2 separate regions of the Canis lupus genome follow, and region 1 is linked to region 2. A link is a contact called in public Hi-C data. All regions are on one chromosome and are shown on one strand. The core of a region is the stretch at or near the end of the contact, and the rest is flanking DNA. Distances in the headings are between cores, read along the strand shown.

The links. A called contact is a pair of places that touch in the nucleus more often than the background predicts.
Region 1: a contact with region 2 is called in a Hi-C map of blood, with 4 times the contacts expected there. The contact joins the promoter of NHLRC1 here to the enhancer-like site in region 2. A contact is called at or near these places in 3 of 9 Hi-C or Micro-C datasets (amygdala, blood and skin fibroblasts).

Annotation. Positions count from the first base shown.
Region 1 is chr35:18,228,541-18,231,506 of UU_Cfam_GSD_1.0, reverse strand. NHLRC1 (NHL repeat containing E3 ubiquitin protein ligase 1) reads left to right here and starts at 1,466. Exons shown (of 2, transcript NM_001006649.1): 1 at 1,466-1,787; 2 at 1,790-2,664. The coding sequence starts at 1,466. The coding sequence ends at 2,664.
Region 2 is chr35:17,799,336-17,802,111 of UU_Cfam_GSD_1.0, reverse strand. It overlaps the pseudogene LOC610470. Among named protein-coding and RNA genes, the nearest start is that of FAM8A1, 12 kb to the left of the region's middle. Within about 2 kb of position 1,356, at least 5 of the 20 cell types and tissues checked have an H3K27ac peak or open chromatin away from gene starts, as enhancers often do.

The sequences.
Region 1 (2,966 bases), core at 217-2,716, 430 kb before region 2:
GGTGACCCTCCGCAAAATACTTAGCCTCTGTGAACTCCATTGCAGAAAAGGGATGAGGATAAGAATAAGCCTCTATAGGATTGTCATGAGGTTTAAATAAGCTAATTTACGTAAACTACTTAAAAGAAGGCAGGCACAGATTAAGTCTGTAGCAATTATGATTAACAGCTTTCTTATTCCATACTCCTCTGGAAGACATTCCCAGGCACTGCTCCCCCATCTGACACTCATTCACCTAGTGGGTTTCTTGTATGGTCCCCTATCATTCTTTTTTTTTTTTTCTTTTTAAGATTTTATTTATTTATTAATGAGAGACACACAGAGAGAGGCAGAGACACAGGCAGAGGGAGAAGCAGGCTGCCCGCAGGGAACCTGATGCAGGCCTCGATCTCAGGACCCCAGGATCACGCCCTGAGGGGAGGGCAGACACTCAACCACTGAGCCACCCGGGTGCCCCAGGCGACTTCATTTCTACAAGCATTCACTCAACAGCTGCTTTACTACAGGGGTGATGGAAGAGGCAAAACAATTAGGGACACCTGCCTCATCCCCTGGATGTTGAACTTCTCCTGGGTCTGCGTTTCCCAGTGAGATCAAAGCGTCCTGGGCTGGGAGACCGCGCACATGCCTGGCCAGCCCCAGCCCCCGCCCTAGCCCCAGCCCCCAGCCCCAGCCTCCAGCCCCAGCCTCCAGCCCGAGTCCCAACCCCCAGCATCGCCCCAGCCCCCAGCACCGCCCCAGCCCCCAACCCCAGCCCGAGCCCCCAGCCCCAGTCCCAGCCCTCAGCACCCGCCCCAGCCCCCAGCCCCCGCCCCCAGCCCCCGCCCCAGCCCCCAGCCCCAGCCCCAGCACCCAGCCCCCGCCCCAGCCCCAGCACCCAGCCCCCGCCCCAGCACGCAGCCCCCGCCCCAGCCCCCAGCCCCCGCCCCAGCACCCAGCCCCCGCCCCAGCACCCAGCCCCAGCACCCAGCCCCCGCCCCAGCAGCCCCAGTCCCCGTCCCCCCCGCCCCCCCCCCAGCACCCAGCCCCCGCACCCAGCCCCAGCAGCAGCACGCAGCAGGGGACTGCAAAGCGTAGGCTACCCCAGGTGGAACACCGTGTTCTAGTTTTGCTTTGCCGTTTGCAGCCTGGGCGATCGGGGGCCACCGCTCGAGCCTGTTTCCCGTCGCGGAAAGCGGAGCCGCCCCGCCCCGCCCCCCGCCTGCCTGAAGGTCACGGGCCTGGGCCTGCGGCGCGCGGTGCGGCCCGCGAGCGTCCGCTCCCGCGCCCTCCGCAGTCAGCGCCCGCCCGCCCGCCGGGGGACCGCAGGCCGCGGCCGAGAGGCTGCGCGCTGCGCCCGCGACGTCAGGCCCCGCCCCGCCCCGCCCCGCCCCGTGACCGGCCCCGGCCCCGGCCCCGGCCCCGGCCCCGGCCCGGCCCCGGCCCCGGACCGAGCGGCGCCCGCGGGAGCGGCGGCGGCCGCGCGATGGGGGCCGAGGCGGCGGGGAGCGGGCGGGCGCTGCGGGAGCTGGTGCGCGAGGCCGAGGTCAGCCTGCTCGAGTGCAAGGTGTGCTTCGAGAGGTTCGGCCACCGCCAGCAGCGGCGCCCGCGCAACCTGCCCTGCGGCCACGTGGTGTGCCTGGCCTGCGTGGCGGCCCTGGCGCACCCGCGGACGCTGGCCCTGGAGTGCCCCTTCTGCCGCCGGGCCTGCCGCGGCTGCGACACCAGCGACTGCCTGCCGGTGCTTCACCTCCTGGAGCTCCTGGGCTCGGCGCTGCGCCCAGCCCCCGCCGCCCCCCGCGCCGCCCCCGCGCCGCCCCCTGCGCCCCGGGCGCCCTCGCCTGCCACCACGCGTTCGGAGGCTGGGGGACCCTGGTCAACCCCACGGGGCTGGCGCTGTGCCCCAAGACCGGGCGGGTCGTGGTGGTGCACGACGGCAGGAGGCGGGTCAAGATCTTTGACTCCGGGGGAGGATGCGCCCATCAGTTTGGAGAGAAGGGGGAGGCTGCCCAGGACATTAGGTACCCCCTGGACGTCGCCGTCACCAACGACTGCCACGTGGTTGTCACCGACGCCGGCGACCGCTCCATCAAAGTGTTTGATTTCTTTGGCCAGATCAAGCTCGTCATTGGAGACCAGTTTTCCTTACCTTGGGGCGTGGAGACCACCCCTCAGAATGGGGTCGTGGTAACTGACGCCGAGGCAGGGTCGCTGCACCTGCTGGAAGTCGACTTTGCAGAAGGAGCCCTCCAGAGGACTGAAAAGCTGCAAGGTCATCTGTGCAGCCCGCGAGGGGTGGCCGTGTCCTGGCTCACTGGGGCCATTGCGGTCCTGGAGCACCCTCCGGGGCTGGGGGCTGGGGCGGGCAGCACCGCCGTGAAGGTGTTCAGCCCAACTATGCAGCTGATCGGCCAGGTGGATACCTTTGGGCTCAGCCTCTTTTTCCCCTCTAGAATAACTGCCTCCGCCGTGACCTTTGATCACCAGGGGAATGTGATTGTTGCAGATACTTCTAGTCAGGCCGTCCTATGCTTGGGACAGCCTGAGGAATTTCCAGTCCTGAAGCCCATCATCACCCATGGTCTTTCCCATCCTGTGGCACTGACCTTCACCAAGGAGAATTCTCTTCTTGTGCTGGACAGTGCAGCCCATTCCGTAAAAGTCTACAAGGCTGACTGGGGGTAATGGGGTGTGGTGGGGGTCCTGGAACTGCCACTAATCCAGTTTAACCCTGGATGAATTAATCCCATCTCTCGAACGGGGATCATTATAACTGCCTGACAGACTTATAAAGGTTGAAGGTAATTATTAAAGAATAATAATGAAGTCTACCGTTTATTGAGTTATGTGCTCCCTGTGCTAGGAAACTTGCAAATATTAGCTCAGCGTGTCCTTACAGTGGTACCCAGGGAGGTAATGCCCATCATTAATCCCATTTTAGAGATGAGAAAACTGAGACCCGAGGGTTTAAGTGATTCTCTGAAGGT
Region 2 (2,776 bases), core at 107-2,606:
GATCCTATAGCTGCTGATGGCCATTTTTGATGCCACATGAATGATTTTTTGCCTGAAACTGAGACCAACGTAGAGAAGGGTAGAACCAAGAGATGGAGAAACAGGGACACCTGGGTGGCTCAGTGATTGAACGTCTGCTTTTGGTTCAGAGCGTGATCCGGAGTTCTGGGATTGAGTCTCGCATCAGGCTCCCCGCAGGGAGCCTATTTCTCCCTCTGCCTATGCCTTTGCCTCTCTCTGTGTGTGTGTGTATCTCATGAATAAATAATTAAAATCTTTAAAAAAATGATGGAGAAACAAAATACTCTTGTGACATGTTTCTCTCTTGGATTCAGTAATGTCTGAAACCATCTCCTTGAAATTTTTTAGAGTTGCTGGAGCTAGTAAGTCCCTTTTCCCTTTGTTTCTGTTACAACCAGAAGAATCCTACTTTGGGTAGGGATTCCAAAGTTCTTCACATTGTTTTTTTGTCAGTGAACTAAATAGCTTACTAGTTTTCCATGAGAAGGAAAGTTGATCACTGTTTATAGCTTTCTGCAATTATTCACTTTCAACAAACTTCCTTAGAGCTGGGCCATAAAATATTTAAGTGGTTCTATCTGATGTTGCTCTTGAAAGTCTTTCTTCTCATTTATTTCAAAGCACTGCCCCCTAGTCACAGACCAGTGATGTTGATGTTTTTTCCTTGGTGGGTAGCCCTTGGTCACCTAGGCATTCTGCTCCTCATAATCCTGTAGTCTGGCTATAGTCATTTCAGGAGTACCGTGCACCAGTGGGTCTCAATTCTGGCTGCACACTATAATCTCTGAGGAGCCTTTAAAAACCACCCATGTCTGGGCCCCACCCCTAAAGATTCTAATATAACTGGTCTTTTTTTTTTTTTTCTTCCAGTTCTAAGATTGCTTTTTTATTACCTCCATGGTTTTGAAGCAGTTCATGACCAGCACAGTGCTTTGGGAACATTTTTGTTTTTAACAATAAATGAAAACATTTCTCTGACAAAAAGACATATGTTCCTTCAATAGGTAAGAAAAGCTTCCCGCCCCTCCCCACTTTGCCCTCCCCTCTGGCTGGAGCAGTCTCCACGGGGACCCAGACTACTACCCTAGAAACATTCAGCAAAGCGACCCTTAGCCTTCCTGACCCCCTTCCCCAGCAGTGGGGATGAGGGCAACATATTCCTCATGGGCCATTTGATCTTGAGGTTCTTCAAGGCTGATTCCAAGCTCTTCACATCCCAGATGCTCATGCTCATCCATTCCTGTGGTGCAGAACTGTGAGCACTCAGCCTTGCCCCCGCTGAGCCCGAGATCTGGCTCACGCTGTTCTTATGCACTGAGTCCAGGCCGGAGCCAGGAGCCACGCTGCCCTCTGAGCTCGCCTTCTTGTCCAGATTCTGGAAGCGCTTTCGGGCGGTCAGGCCACGCTGCGAGCTTTGCTTGGGCACGTCCAGCCGCCCACCAGAACTCAGTGTCCCTGTGGTGCTGTCATAGGTAAACAGCGCCGGAAAACAGTCGTGGCCTGCTGCCACCAGACTGTTTTCTGTGATGAAGGTCAGGGCCAGCAGTGGCAGCGTTTCAGAGGCCAGAGTGGCAACAGCTATTTTCTTGTCGGCATCGGCTAGGCACACGGTGCTGTCGTGGCTGACCCAGGCCACGCGGCTGCCACTGGCTGGAAAGAGGTGCCGTGCACCCAGCCACAGCTACTGCTAGACTCAAACATCAGCTCCCCAAAGGGCATCTTGGAGCCCCACGGGGTGGGTGCTGGCCGCTCCTCCACCTCCTTGATGTAGGCCGAGAAGATCCTGCACTTGAAGTCGCAGGAGCCCCTGCCAAGAGCACATTGTTGGGGTGCCAGTCCAGGCTGAGGACCGTGGAGCAAATGGGCTTCTTGATGCGCTTGCACACCCACCAGTCATTTTCCTGCTCAAAATAGCAGATGGAGATGACACGGGAGCCACTACCCACAGCAAACTTGTTCTCATGGGGGGCCCAGCGCACACAGCAGGCAGCCCGGTTGATCCGCAGGATGACTAGTGTGGGCTTCCATGTGCAGCCCTTCAGCGTCCATACGTAGGCATTGCGACCTGTATTCGATTACTCTCAGGGGCCCAGTCAATGCCTGTCCACCTGCCCATTGTGCTCCTTGAGCTCGTGGACCTTGACCCACTTGGCCCCGCTCTTCTCATAGATGTGCACCTGATGGTTGTTGGGACAGATGGCAATCTGGGTGCGGTCCTTGTTCCAGGCGTGGCAGCTGATGGGCTCCACCAGGAAGCTGTGGTAGGCCATGGCCGCTTAGCTCCTGGGGCGCCCCGGCCGCGGACTCTGGGCAGTCGACACCCCAAACCGGCTCTGGGCCCTGCGCGGTGCCGCAGCCACTTCCTCCTATAACTGGTCTTGATGAGGGTCTGGCCATCTGTGTTTTCTAAAAACTCCCAAGGCAATTCTATTGCTAGATTTAAAAGAAGACACACATTACATCTCTAGATTGGCCTAGCTGGTTCTAACTAAAAAATGTTGGTGATTCTTTTCTCCAGGGTTCCTCAAGCGACTAGGTAAATTTTCTTTACCTCCTCTAGCCAGAAGTTCATATCTGTACCCATCTTCCTCAACTTACAATGGGGTTAAGTCCCAAGAAACCCAGCAAAATGGTGAAAAAAACTAATACACATGATTTGCAGAACATCATATACAGCCTAGCCTACCTTTAACATGCTCAAAATTACACTACGGTTGGGCAAAATCATCTAGCACAAAGCCTATTTGATAATAAC